Regions from separate parts of the Mus musculus genome. Here region 2 is linked to region 1. The links are chromatin contacts, called in public HiChIP or PLAC-seq maps. All regions are on one chromosome and are shown on one strand. Each heading gives the region's core, a stretch centred on a gene start, on an enhancer-like site or on the middle of the called end of the contact. The rest is flanking DNA. Distances are from core to core; before and after follow the strand shown.

Evidence for each region. HiChIP or PLAC-seq counts read pairs in DNA pulled down with a chosen protein or histone mark.
Region 2: a contact with region 1 is called in an H3K4me3 HiChIP or PLAC-seq map of bone marrow-derived macrophages, with 4 times the contacts expected there. The contact joins two enhancer-like sites. A contact is called at or near these places in 8 of 39 promoter capture datasets (the 3T3-L1 cell line, the C10 cell line, the HPC-7 cell line and 4 more), 1 of 484 Hi-C or Micro-C datasets (bone marrow-derived macrophages), 8 of 115 datasets of contacts at active chromatin or transcription factors (bone marrow-derived macrophages, cardiomyocytes, embryonic forebrain and 5 more) and 2 of 9 other capture datasets (liver and pancreatic islet).

What each region holds. Positions count from the first base shown.
Region 1 is chr13:37,571,528-37,578,925 of GRCm38.p6, reverse strand. No RefSeq gene overlaps it. Among named protein-coding and RNA genes, the nearest start is that of Gm47754, 5.8 kb to the left of the region's middle. Within about 2 kb of position 4,990, at least 10 of the 459 cell types and tissues checked have an H3K27ac peak or open chromatin away from gene starts, as enhancers often do. A contact at or near this core is called in bone marrow-derived macrophages, where this site is marked.
Region 2 is chr13:37,769,470-37,776,664 of GRCm38.p6, reverse strand. No RefSeq gene overlaps it. Among named protein-coding and RNA genes, the nearest start is that of Gm31600, 12 kb to the right of the region's middle. Within about 2 kb of position 3,759, at least 10 of the 459 cell types and tissues checked have an H3K27ac peak or open chromatin away from gene starts, as enhancers often do. A contact at or near this core is called in bone marrow-derived macrophages, where this site is marked.

The DNA of each region.
Region 1 (7,398 bases), core at 3,741-6,240:
CTTGTCTCCGGAGCAGTGTGTTCCTTTCCCCCTGACAACCCCCCCCCCCCTCTGCTCATCCCTCTCTCCCCGCTCCTGCATTCACTTTTCCTTTCTGTGTGGTCACTTTGTGCTGCCTGCATTCTTCTTCACTTGCCTGTCAGATTAACCGGACTGTAGCTCTCTCTCATGGAGGGAGAAAGCAAGTATCACAGTTGCAGATCAACACACACCTTCACATGTGTGTGGGCAGGCAGGGCAGGACTCAGAGAGCCATGGGCACTGCCACTGACTGAGGACAATTCAGACATTATGGTGGTGAGCCCAACCCGTTTCTGTCTAGTTCTGATGTGTTCCTTGCTCTTATATGTTTTAGGGTGGTGGATAAAGTAGCTGTGGGTTTAGGGTGGAAATGTATTTCTGGTTTGATTCAAGCATCTAAAACTAAGGTTCTTCCAGCTTTGACATGCACCCAGGTACCTGCCCAGCTCCACCACGGTTTCCAGTGCAGTTTGGGTGGGGCCTGAGAGGATATGCCTGGCAGGTTCCCAGGTGAGGCTGATGAGAATGGCCTGACATTGACCCTGAAGCTAGTCTGAACTCTATCCCAAGTGACAGTTAAACATCTATACCTTGACGCATGTGCAGGGCAGGTGTACATGGACACGCTTAGGTAGCTAAATGCTGGCTCATTTCACAAAAGGATTTGCATTTGCCTGTAAAATACACTGTCTACCAAGGCAAAGAGTTGTGGTGTGAAAGGACTCCAACGAAGGGAGCATAAAGATGGGCTTTGACCTAAGTCAAAGGATTTCAGTCAGGATAGCTTGCCCTCTTTGCAGAACCATGTGGGCCCCTTTTCCATTTCCTGGCTGACTGCATCTTGTTGGTATTCTAGTGAAGGACCGCTGAATGTTATTACTCGAATGTGAGAACTGTATTAAAGGGTCGCAGCATTAGGAAGATTGAGAACCACTGTACTAGAAGAGCGAGGGCGTGGATTTTTAGCTGCCTTGAGCCTGCACTAAGACTTTCTCAGGTAGGCGGGACCAAATGGAACTGTTAGAGAGGTGGCTGAGGAAATGAAGTTCTTAGCTTCTCTTGCCCTGAGATCTCCCGGAGGAGCACAGACCCTGGGAAGAGGTGGATGCAAAAACCAGCCACTGATCAATCTTCAGTGCGGAGCAAAGCATGATAGATGCTGGGAGCTGTAGTTCCACGGGCAGCCAGAAAGCATTTAGAGGACTATGGATACTTTAAACCCCAATCAAATAAATGGGGGGGGGGGGGGGAATCAGAAGTAGCAGTGCTTTGCATAAAGCAAGTGTCACTGTGTAAAGCTTGTTTTGGTGTTTATGTTTGAGTGTGTGTATGTGTATGTGTGTGTGTGTGTGAGAGAGAGAGAGAGACAGAGACAGGGACAGAGACAGAGACAGAGACAGACAGATTCTGGATCATGACTTATGGATGTCAGAAATGCTTAAAAGACCTAGAATGCAAAGAAAAATCAAGGAAATTGAATAATTTGTTGGTTTTGTGAGTTGTAGAGGAAAGAACGAGCATTGTGGGTGTCCTGGCTGGTGTCCTGTGTGTCAACTTGACACAAGCTGGACTTATCACAGAGAAAGGAGCCTCCCTTGAGGGAATGCCTCCATGAGATCCAGCTATAAGGCATTTTCTTAATTAGTGATCCCTCAAGGGGTCAGGGCCCAGCCCATTGTGGGTGGAGCCATCCCTATGCTGGTAGTCCTGGGTTCTATAAGAAAGCAAGCTGAGTAAGCCAGGGAAAGCAATCCAGCAAACAACAGCCCTTCATGGCCTCTGCATCAGCTCCTGCCTCTAGGTTCCTGCCCTGTGTGAGTCCCAGTCCTGACCTCCTTTGGTGATGAACAGCAATGTGGAAGTGTAAGCTGAATAAACCCTTTCCTCCCCAACTTGCTGCTTCTTCTTCTTCTTCTTCTTCTTCTTCTTCTTCTTCTTCTTCTTCTTCTTCTTCTTCTTCTTCTTCTTCTTCTTCTTCTTCTTCTTTTTCTTCTTCCCCTCCTCCTCCCCCTCCTCCTCCTCCTCCTTCTTCTTCTTTTTTATTTTTATTTCATTTTTTTGAGACAGGGTTTCTCTGTGTAGCCCTGGCTGTCCTGGAACTCACTTTGTAGACCAGGCTGGCCTCAAACTTAGAAATTGGCCTGCCTCTGCCTCCCAAGTGCTGGGATTAAAGGCGTGCGCCACCACGCCCGGCTCCCAACTTGCTTCTTGATCATGATGTTTTGTGCAGGAATACAAACCTTGACTAAGACAAACTGGTACCAGAAATGGAGTATTCATGTGACAGCCTGACCATGTTTTGGGGAGGACTGTGGGAAGACTTTGGAACTTTGGGCTAGAAGACCCATTTGCTGTTAAGAGCTCTGTGGGATGTTGTGTAGGAGCTTGGAAGATAATGTTGAGAAAAGTGAAAATGGTGAAGGGCTGGCTTGTGAAATTTCAGAGGGAAGATTAAAGACTCTTATCAGGGCTGTAGCTGTTTTGATTGTGAAGATTCTATAGTTTTGGTTAGCTGGAGCTGAAGAATCAGCTGTGATTAACAAGATACCAGAACTGCTAAAACAAAACCTTTGTATTACTGGGATGATTGATGCTGGTTAGCTGGAGCTAGGAAATTAGTGGTGACTAAGAAGAGACCAGCATCACTAAGGTGAAATCTTCTGGGAAGTGGAACACAGAGAAGCTGTGTTCCAGAGTCAGCCACAGTTGTACCTCATGTTGGCAGCCAGACTTGGTAATGTAGAAGAGTTTTGAAACAATGAAGGGTTAGCAGCTGATGCTTGACCCTGTGAGAGGCCAGAAGAGGCCATGGGTAAAGGTGTAGCCTCAATGGCATTTGAAGGCCCAGGACTGAAGGGGTCACACAGAGAAGTTGAGGCTTAGCACCATGAAAAGAGCCTATGGGAGGTTATTTGTGAAAGTGCTGTCTAGTTGCAACAGAACACAGCAGTGTTTTGGAGATGCCAGTGCCCTGAGATGATCATCAAGAACAGCAGCAGCAGCTGGAGCCTAGAAGACAAGGTGTGTGCTACACAGGGCAGAGCTGGAGAAGTGACCCAAGCTCTTGGAGGAGCCCAGAAGGTCATGAGTGTGTCCCAGACATTGGAAGGTAAGAGTTTGACCTTGCTTTTGATTGTGATTGGGCCCTGATATTTTTCCCTCTTGAAGTAGAAGTATTTTAGCGGAGTCTACAGTTAAGAGACTTAGAATTTCAAAAGAGATTGGATATTTTAAAAGGGTTAAAATTTTAATATGTAACAATTTGTAAAGACTGTTGGACTTTTAAAGTTATTTAGATCTTGGGGATGAATAAGAAAGCAAGGGCTAAGGCTTAATAGTGATGTGTTTGTGTGTTAAGTTGACAAGGGGTCAACTGTACTGGCTGGTTTTGTGTGTTAACTTGACACAAGCTGGAGTTATCACAGAGAAAGGAGCCTCCCTTGAGGGAATGCTCCATGAGATCCAGCTATAAGGCATTTTCTCAATTAGTGATCGCTCAAGGGATCAGGGTCCAGCCCATTGTGGGTGGTGCCATCCCTAGGCTGGTAGTCTTGGGTTCTATAAGAAAGCAAGCTGAATAAGGCAGGGAAAGCAACCCAGTAAACAACAGCCCTTCGTGGCCTCTGCATCAGCTCCTGCCTCTAGATTCCTGCCCTGTGTGAGTCCCAGTCCTGACTTCCTTTGGTGATGAACAGCAATGTGGAACTGTAAGCTGAATAAACCCTTTCCTCCCCAACTTGGTCATGATGTTTTGTGGAGGAATAGAAACCCTGACTTAGACAGTGGATTATTAGCTCATTTGCTTTTCGGAAGCCACATTTTCTACTGTTACCCAGGTCCAGTGGCACTCGTCTAGACCTATCTCATACACTCAAGATATGCCCATCCTCACAGGGCTGCTGGTGGTGAGGGAGTTCTCAAAGATAAAAGAAACAGACTGGGCTCTCTACTCAGAGTTTCAGGTTCCTGTGGGCATCGAGGAAAACAGACAGGAGACAAAGCCAGGGTATGGAGGATGTTCATTACAGAGCAAAAAACTACATTGAAGGGCAAGTTAAGACTTCTTGACAGAAATAACACTGAGTTTCTGATAGCTTGCTTTACGGACAAATTTAATTTAATGGGGAAAGTGGATGGGAAGGTAGGATGCCTGTGTAGTTGTTTCCTCAAAATCTCAACATTCCCTTCTAAGGGAGGAAAGAGTCTCTTAAAGCTAAAAGGCCCACAAAACTTACAAGCCTCCTCAAACCCAGTGTTAGAAGATGCACATGGCCTGTCCTCTCCCCGAGGTCAGACAAGCAGTAAACAGTTTCTGGGGTGGGGGTGGGGGAGATTTTCTTCAGTGGCGCTCCCTGCAGGTTGTGCAGGGTCCAGCAGTGAGGTGTTCTCAGCCCTCATCCATGCTGGGTGGGCTGTGTAGTGAGGCAGTTCCCTTGAGTCATCTGTCCTTCCATCACAAGCCATTGCCAGGTAATCACAATACGTTCCTTCCCTCACCAAGTTAGACTGGGGTGGAGTTGTTTCTTGGACCTGCCCTGGATGCCCTATCTGAGATGAGGAGACATCTGTTCCTGCCTCTCCAGAAAAATCAGGCAGCACAGAGAATTCCACAAATAGGGCTTAGTAAGACTTGCTTCCCTTTCCTGTCCTTAGATGGGTTTCTCAGGGGGCACCAGGCACATGACGGGAACAGGCAGTTTTGCTAGACAAACAGCATGGAGAACTGTTCCTATGGAACGAAGGAGAGCTGTGGTGGTCTTGTGGGCCATGGTGGGGTGATATGATACTGTTCCTACCTACATCTGCCTGGAACCACCTTGCATTTTGCACCCCTTATCTCTCTGTCTATCTAGATACTTGGATAGATACCACAAAATAAAATCGACGGGAACAGAAAACAGAAGGAACAAGCAAGCAGCAAGCCCGTTTGGGTGTTTCCTTTCTTTTAGACCCAGCCTAACTCGCCTGGTTCTTTAAAGATATGCTTAGTCAACAAGACAGCTGCCTGCATCTAGCTGCAGAAAACACGAAGCTGAACATCGTGGAATTTCTTTTAGAGGGAACACTGAACAATTGACTCACAACAACAGGGTCCACTCCCAGACAGATCTGTTTTGCCCTTCAGCCAGCAAGTTGCTCTGGGCTTTCCCAGTACCATCATCTGAATGCTCAGAGGTAGCTAGCGTTCCAGGGTCAGATCTGGACCATGCAGAAAGCATGCTTTGAGAGTTTACCTCCTGAAGTGTCGCCAGTATCCAGTATCTCTTTTTTTTTCATGGACTGAGCTGTTCCAAGGCTTTTCATATCAGTTGGAATGTCGTGAATTTCATTTTCATGAAAGATAAATGAAATTGTAAACTGGGTACAAATTTAATCTTTTTTCCCCCCTGATATTGAAATTCCTCATTATCTGCCCTTCCCTGTTCTCCCTCCTATTTCTTTTTCCTTTTCTTTTTTCTTGTAAGAGGCTGTCTGTGATAGAATAACTGGTTTTTCCCGGAATGGCTAATACATAATAAAAAGAACACCATTCACTAATAACAATTTGTTGATTGTTCCCTGAACCCCTGGGAGGTGTGTGGAGACTGAGATTTCTGTCCGCAGCAAAGGGAGTGTGGCTGTGTGGTAGGCCTTATGTCAAGGCCAACTAGGAACTCAAAACGGAGGTATGTTGATCCTATAGAAAGCCAGTCTTCTCTCTGCCCTGCCCCCTCCAACTCAGGTGACTGTAGAGTCTACCAGCATGTTAGCTCTGCTTATCCAAATATTCTATGCTAGTGTTTGTCCCTAGGCGTCAGGGAGGCCAGGAAATGAAAATGAGTCTGCTGGACACCCAGGAGAGCTGATAACTTATTAAGGAAGGGGATGGGGACTGGGGGATTGGGGATTGTAGGAGGTCTGTGGGGGTAGCCAGTGGGGAAGAAACCATGTGTACTGATTAGGAGCGATTAGGAAAAAGAACTCAGCAAGCACCAAGAGGAATTAAGGAAATCAGGAAACTTCTTAAATTAGAAGTGGGATTAGAGAATGTATCAGGGAAGGGAGATTTGATCTCAGAGTATCCCTGTGCTAAGAGGCTTTCGGGGTTGCTTGAGAGTGGGTTCAAGACCTGCTGCGTATTAGAGTGGCACCAAATCAGGTTGCCCTGAAAGAGCTATCTCTTGAAATGGGAGTTAAATAAAGGGTCATTTGGCAGCTAACCTGGAACAGTGGTGGTTGTCACTGACAACACAGCACATCAAGGTGGAAGCAAGAGTTGGAGTACAGACACCTCCCAGCCCAGAAGCAGAGGAGTGTGAGAAGGGGTGCCAGTTGTCGTCATGTCCTCTATGACCTAAAGACCTCCTGATGGTACAATGGTGAAATGTCCCCCACAGGCTCCTGAGTTTGAAAAGTTAGTCTCCAGGTGGTGGCCCTCTTTTGAGAATCTGTGGAACTTATGGCAAGTAGGGCCCCTGGGGCATGGCACCCTGTTTTGTTTTTCTGTTGCTGTGATAAAGCAATCAACAAAAACAACTTGGGGAAGAAAGGGTTTCTTTTAGCTTACATAAAGAAAATCTAAGACAGAAACCAAAGCTTGCTTTCTTATGAAACTCAGGACTTCAAAGTCAAACAGTAGTCATGGCCCTGGAGCCTGGGTTGGGGAGATCAATGGTCATTTTATCTCTTTGCACAAAAGGCAGCTCACCACATAGAGTCCTGTGTGGCCTGAAAGTAGGTTCATGGGGGGCTCACTGGGTTGTTAGTGGCCAAAAGGAGAAGCTGATTCTCTCACATCATGGGGAGAGGGTGGAGTGTAGAATGGTTATTTACTGGGAGGATACAGGGAGTCACAGAACTGAAGGAGACAGACCTCAGGCAAGCTTCGACAACCCAGGCAGAAGGAAGCCAAGTCTCTAGAAGTTCACTCTAGACTTGATTTCACTTGGGCTTCCTCCCACCCCCAACTCAGATATGTGTAAGGAATTGGATCAGGTCTACTTCCCAGTTTGTGGGCCCTGTCCTCGTAGGTCTGGGCAAAGCACATCTTGCTTTGCTTCTTTTATTTGATCCTCACATTCCTTTTCTTTCCTCCTCAAAGACAACCACTTTACAGGAATTTGATTTATGCCTTTGATTTAAGTCCATACCCATGGATAGAAAGCATGTGTTTGCATTTCACGTTTATACGCTTCTTTTCAGACTATCAAATGTGTCTAAAGTTCTCTCTGTGGTGGTGTGCGGACACTTAGTTCAGTGGCTATGAGTTACCACAGTGTTTAAACCCTTGCATGCGGTTATCAACAGTAGTCTTTAGACCCATTTCCCTAGAGATGGCCACCTTGCTGTGTCTTCAGTTCTAGCCACACAGGTCACTATAATAACAAACCTTATGTG
Region 2 (7,195 bases), core at 2,510-5,009, 200 kb before region 1:
TGTGTGTGTCTATGAGTATGCACACATAAATGCACACATGTGTATGAGTGTGTGCATGTATAAGTGTGTGTGTGTGCGTGCACATGTGTGTGTGTTATTGTTTAGGGCTAATAATTCATTTAGGAACTGTCACTTCTAAGCCCCTACAAGATTTGAACATAGTGAAGAGGAATGCTTATGTGCCATCAGGAATTATGAAAAATCATTTTAGTGTCATAGTAAAAGAGAAGTAGGAAGGAAATGAGTTTTTAAAGAACTATTCAAACAACTGTTCCCATTCAGTTCCCATCAGGGTTGTCTGTTAGGAGCTGTGAGTGTTGACGGTAGGTCAGGAATTCCATGTATCTCAAACCTATAATCAATGCCACCCTGCCTCTTGCCTGATTTTAACTTAGAGAAGGTGAGAAAATGGCTTTATTTAAATTTGACTGGCTTATTGAACTGAGAGTTTGGGTTGGTGGTAGAATGCCTGTCTAGCAAACATCTAGCCTGAATTGATTCCCCAAATCCAATAAAAAAAGATTGGCACTAAGCTATTTACAGATGGCAGTGACTTAGTTGCCAAAAAAATCTATTGTCAATTGAAAGTCTTTTTTTTTTCGAGACAGGGTTTCTCTGTATAGCCCTGGCTGTCCTGGAACTCACATTGTAGACCAGGCTGGCCTCGAACTCAGAAATCCGCCTGCCTCTGCCTCCCGAGTGCTGGGATTAAAGGCGTGCACCACCACGCCCGGCCCAATTGAAAGTCTTAAGTAAGAAAAAAAAAAAAGGCAGTTGTTTTGTTTTTGTTGTTTGGGTGGTTTTTTTTTTTTTTTTTTTTTTTTTTTTTTTTTTTGAGACTGGGTTTCTCTGTGTAATATCCCTAAATGTACTGGACTTAGTTTGTAGAACAGGCTGTCATGGAACTCACAGAAATCCACCTACCTCTGCCTCCCAAGTGCTGGGATTAAAAGCATATGCCACCATACCCAGTCTTAAAAAGCAGTTTATATGGACACGCTAGACAAGTGCTGCCCAGGCCTCAAAGATGCTTTATCAATTTTATTACATTTTTTTTTTTTAATGGGAGAGGGCTGGAGAGTTGTCTTAGAAATCAGGAGCACTTGTTGCTCTTGAGGAGGCCTGGGTTCACAACCCTCTGTACCTCTAGTCTTAGGGGATCTGACACACTCTTCTGACCTCTGCGGACACCTGGCATGCATATGATGGCCATACATATATACAAACATGCAGGTAAAACATTCACACATGTAAATAATACAATTAATAAATCTTAACAAATAAAACGGGGAGGAGATCCGAGGACCAGCTTACACTCAGGCATTCAGACTTGATAGCAGGCATCTTTGTTCCGTGAGATCTTTTCAGTCCCTCAAAGATGCCCTTTGCACACCAACCCTACCTAGTATCACAAGCCTTAGACTAGGATTGGGCCAAGTCACTTAACACCAGGCCTATCTTACATTTGTGTGTGTGTGTGTGTGTGTGTGTGTGTGTGTGTGTGTGTGTGTGTAGGCCACAGGTCTGAGGACCATGTTGCCCTTGCCTTTCACCTGTATATGGATTCTGGAGATTGAACTCAGGTCACCAGGCTTGAGTGCCAGTCACCTTCACCTATGAATCCCACCAGTCCCCAAAGGACAGCTTCTACTGAATGTCAACTGCTCCATTAAACCACTGTAAAAAAAAAAAAAAATGTAAGTAAAAATATTGTGAGTCCAAAATTTTCCCCAAAGAGTGTTAGAGACAAGTGTAAAAATGGTAGTGAATGAATAGGAGAGGAGAGGAGAAAGAGAGAGAGAGAGAGAGAGAGAGAGAGAGAGAGAGAGAGAGAGAGAGAGAACCTAAGAGCAAGTAGACCCTGTGGCACCAGTCTTTAAGGTCTTTAACTTCAGCTATTCAGGATGCTGAGGTAGGAGGATCTCAAACTCAGATCTTGTATCCAAAAAAAAAAAAGTAAAAAGAGGGCTGGTGTAGATAGCTCAGTGGTAGAGTACTTTCCTAGCATGAGCTAGGTGCTAGGTCTGATCCCTGGTACTGGAGAGAGGAGAGAAAGTAAACAGGGATGGAGAGATACACACCTTACAAAGAGAGATGAAATTACAAGTAGAAAAGAAAAATGCCCACCACTCGTTCCTTGCCAAACATTAGCAGCAAGGTTCTGTCTACTTGCAATGTTTTCACATGCAAGTAATATTTTATATTTTAATTATGAAATAGAAATTGTGTGTTTACATGCATTGGCTCATTTTGCTGGGCAGGGTCCTCTGTAAGGTAGATGGGACAATGATATGAAGCCCCAGATTACGGACCCCACCATTTATTTATGTAACAGGCATAGCTTGAGGACCTACCAGTCTCCAGAGGTGACACTGAATTTTATCACAGAGAGGACTCTTTAAAGGTTTGTCTTGTAGGAAAGATCTTGTCCAAAACAAAGAATTGCAGTTCAGTTAAGATAGTGAAGCTTAGAAAGGCCAATGAGCAACTTAAGGGTGCTATTGGGCTGGTTTTGTTTGCTTATTTATTTGCTTATTTATTTATCAAGGCAGGTTTGAGTGTGTGTGTGTGTGTGTGTGTGTGTGTGTGTGTGTGTGTAACCCTAGCTGTTCTGGACCTCAGTCTGTAGACCAGGCTAGCTTTGAACTCACAGATCTGATGGCCGCTCCCTCCTCAGTGCTGGGATCAAAGGCATGCACCATCATGGACAGGGTTTGGTTATTTGATTGCAAATGATACAATGTCTCCTGCAATAGATATGTTTTTAATCTTTGCAAATAACACCATGACATACAGTATAACCAGCCAGTTGTCTCTGCATCCATCAGTCAGTACCAAAAGAGGATTGGTCCAAGTCTTGTAGGCCAGGCTATCTTTAAACTATGCAGGGCAGGGTGATGTTGAAATTTGACTCCTGGTTTTCACTTCCAGGGATCTGGAGTGGAAACTCCCCCCCCCCTTTTTTTTTCCTTCAGAGCTAGAGATCAAACCCAGGGCAAGCACTTTGCCAGCAGGGCTCCCCCCCCAGCCCTTTGTTATGTACTTTCAGTCTGGGCTAGGTGTCTTGTAACAATGTAAATGCTATTTAAAAAGCTGTTACATAGTATTGTTTAGAAAACAAGGACTAGCAAAACAGTCTCTGCATATTAAGTACAGCTCTGTTAATTTGGGGATCCCCCCCTCAGGTGGTTGAATTTGTTGACAGGGAGCACAAGATATAGAAGATATAGAAGGTAGACTTTTAAAACAAAGTTAAATATAATATCAAACACATTGAATCTTAAAAAGGAAGTGGGCAGTGGGGTGCATGCCTTTAATCCCAGCACTTGGGAAGCAGAGGCAGGTGGATCTCTGTGAGTTCAAGCCCATCCTGGTCTACAGAGTAAGTTCCAAGACAGACAAGGCTACACAGAGAAACCCTGTCTCACAAAACAAACAAATAAACAAAACAAAAAGGCAGAAGGAAATTTCAAGGTTGTTTGGACTACCCTATTCATTCACTTTGCAGCCTTTGCATTGGCATACAGGGGAGAATTTGCTCAGTTAGGATGTAAAGTTAAATAGTGGTTATTTGAGATTAGCATCAAGATCTCCTGACCATGCTCTCTGTTCTCAGGGGCTGCCTTGGTAATAGGCCCTGAGGAACGACCCTCTGCAGTCTTGTTGCTACTGCTGTGTAGAGTGTGGGTCTATCTCAGTGACGGCAGGCGGGGATTGTTGAATTTGTGATAAAGTATTCCATGACTAAACATTTATTTAAGGAAATGTTCCTAAGAGGAACTGCAAGGGGATTTCAGCTCTGTGAGTTCCTTAAAACAGACACATGGCACCTTGCAACTGTATGTATGAACTGTAGTTCCAGAGAATCTGATGCCTATTTCTGGCCCCCATGGGCACATAGTGCCCATATATCCATGCAGACAAAAATACTGATACCCGTAAAGTAATAAAATAAATATAAAACAAAACAAAATCCACCACCACCACAAGAAACCCAGCTACTGTCCGTAAAAGTTGAAGGGAGAGCTCAGCTCAGCGGTGTTGGTGCACACCTTTAATCCCAGCACTCCAGAGGTAGAGATAGATGCAGAGGCAGGAGGATCCTCTGAGTTTGAGGCCAGCCTGCTCTACATAGCTAGTTCCAGGACAGTCAGAGCTACACAAAGAAACCCTGTCTTGAAAAACAAAACAAGGGCTGGAGAGATGGCTCAGCAGTTAAGAGCACTGACTGCACTTCCATAGGTCCTGAGTTCAAATCCCAGCAATCACATAGTGGCTCACAACCATCTGTAATGAGATCTGACTCCTTCTGGTGCATCTGAAGACCACTAAAATGTACTTAGATACAGTAATAAATAAATCTTTAAAAATAAAAAGAAACTGAATTTTAGTTTGTTCATCTGTCAATGTGATTAATAAATTCTAAAAAAGAAAAGAAAAACACAACCAACTCACAAGCAAAACAACAACAATGTTTAGGATAGAAGTTGAACAAGGTGATACATGTCTGTAATCCTGGCACTCAGGAGGCAGAGGCAAGAGGGGAGCTACAAGTTCCAGGCTAGCCTAATTTATTATACATTGAGTTACAGGATAGCCTGAACTACAAAATGAGTTGTCTCAAAAGAGGGGGAAGAGAATGAAGTATGGGAGATGGCTCAGTTAGTGAAGTGCTTGCCATGAGTTTGGACAACCAGCACACGGGTTCAGGCCAGGCAATACTCGGGGCGCAGAGACAGACAGATCTCTATGAGTTCAAGGCCAGATAGGGCTACACAGTAAGACCCTGCCTCAAAATCAAAACAAATAAAATTGAGTGTAGTAGGTCTGAATCTGTAACTCCAACGCTGAGGGGAGGTGTGGAGAAAGGTGTATTCCTGAAGCTTATTGTCCAGATGGTTAGTGAGGGATCCTGTCTCAGAGTGTAACTAGTGGAGAGAGACTAAAGGGGAGAGCCAGTATTAACTGCTGGTCTCCGTATGCGCATGTATGCACACATGCCTGTTTATTCATGTGCACAACACCCACTCATACACACAACCACAACATATAGCCTATACCTACTTTTAGGAAGAAAAAGGGAAGAGAAGGCACATCTGATATTTTTAAAAATACATTTAGGGAATACTGATTATACTTTAGAGAGCATTAAGGAATTATTGTTGCTGATTTAAATATTGGTAAGTTTGTGATTATATTTAAAATATAGTTCTCATTTCTTAAACAGTAAAATATTTGCACTGAAATCCTGTGCTATCTGTTACTAAAATAATCTAATTTTGGGGTTTTGGGTGAGTTAGAGAGTGAATATAAATGATATGTATATAGTTGTGGCTATCCTAGAACTTGCTATGAGGACCAGGCTGACCTTGAACTTGAGGAAGTCAAGATGTTTATCCATGGAGTGCTGGAAATAAAGGTGTGTGTCATTACATCTAGACTTTATTTTGTATTTTAAAAGTCACCTTTTGGCCAGGCAGTGGAGGCACACGCCTTTAATCCTAGCACTTGGGAGGCAGAAGCAGGTGGATTTTTGAGTTCGAGGCCAGCCTGGTCTACAGAGTGAGTTCCAGGACAGCCAGGGCTACAGCGAAACCCTGTCTCGAAAAACCAAATTAAAAAAAAAAAAAAAAAAAAAGACCCAAAAAGTCACCTTTTTAAAAATTTCTCTAAAATTTCCCAAAATAAAATGAACATATATATTTTTTCATATATACATGGAAGGATATATATATGTATATATATGAATATGAATGAAGGAAAAATGTCAGAAAGGAACATGTTTGTTTTTTTAAGGAAGGTTTGTAATATTCAGGAATATTCAGAGTGTGTCACCATGGAATCTCTATTATTAAGACCCTCTTTGTGGCTTAGAAGACTTGCTGTCATTGGTTTTATCCTAAGATCTGTAGAGCTGGTTTATAATACTGTATTCTTAATTGTATGGATAATATATTTAAAACACATGTGGTAGCTGAGGTTCTGGTTCCATTTTGAATGAGTGTGCTGCGTCTCCACCCCCTTTCTATTCATATCTGCATCTGGAAATCATCAAACTATCACAAAGACAATCCAATGAGTGCAGTTAATTTGAGGTATAGATACCATTGAGGTTATGAGCAAGATCGCTATCATCCAGTAAGTATTTGGTGATATGTTATAGAGATCTGAAAAACTGGAACATGTGTGGGATTCCCAAGGACACAGAGAGGAAGCAAAGTGCAGACAAGACCGACTTCATGAACTCAGAAGTTCTGGGAAAAGATTTTTTTCTTTTAATTAAAATATTTATTATTAGTTTTAGATGGAGGCTGCTTATATTGGTCAGCTTGGTCTTAAACCCCTGAGCCCCAGTAATCCTCTTGCTTCTATCTTCCAAATGGCTGGGACCATAGGCTTCAACCAGAGGGGAAAACATTTAATCCCATTTTGCTTAAATCACCCAAAACAGGTTAAAGATGTGCCAAGGACCCTTTTCTGCTTTCTTTCTTTTTTTTTTTTTTTTTTTTTTCTGTTTGTGCCCTAGCTAGTTTAATGTCAACTTGACACAAGCTAGAGTCATCTAAAAGGAGGGAGCCTTAGTGGAGAGGAAAGATTTCTATAGAATCCAGCTGGAGGGTATTTTCTTAATTAGTGATTGATGGGGGAGGGCCCAGCCCATTGTGGATGGTGGCAGCCCTGGGCTGGTGGTCTGTGCTCTATAAAAAGGCAGGCAGAGCAAGGCAGGAGCAAGCCAGTAAGCAACAGCACCCCCTCCATAGCCTCTGCGTCAGCTCCTGCTCCAGGTTCCAGCCTTGGTGAGTTCCTGCCCTCACTGCTTTTGATATGAAACTGTGAGCAAAACAAACCCTTTCCTCCCAGAGCTGCACTGGACATGGTGTCTCACTGCAGTGACAATAACCCAAACTGTGGCAAAGTGTTTCTGCTCTAAGACTGAGGTTCCTTCATGGTGATGGACCAGTCATCAGGATACTGAATTATTGCAGTGTCTGCAAAGCCTTGTGTGTGTCAAGCCCAATAATAATAGAATAAAGACGTCCTATGCAAGTGGAAGTCTGTGTCACTAATCAACTTATTTAGAAGACTTTCTAAATTTATATAATCATATGTAATATGTATTGTTTATTTTTTCTTTGTCAGAAATGGTGACAATGAGTTACTTTTCTCATTGTTGCCACCAGATATCTGATAAGGA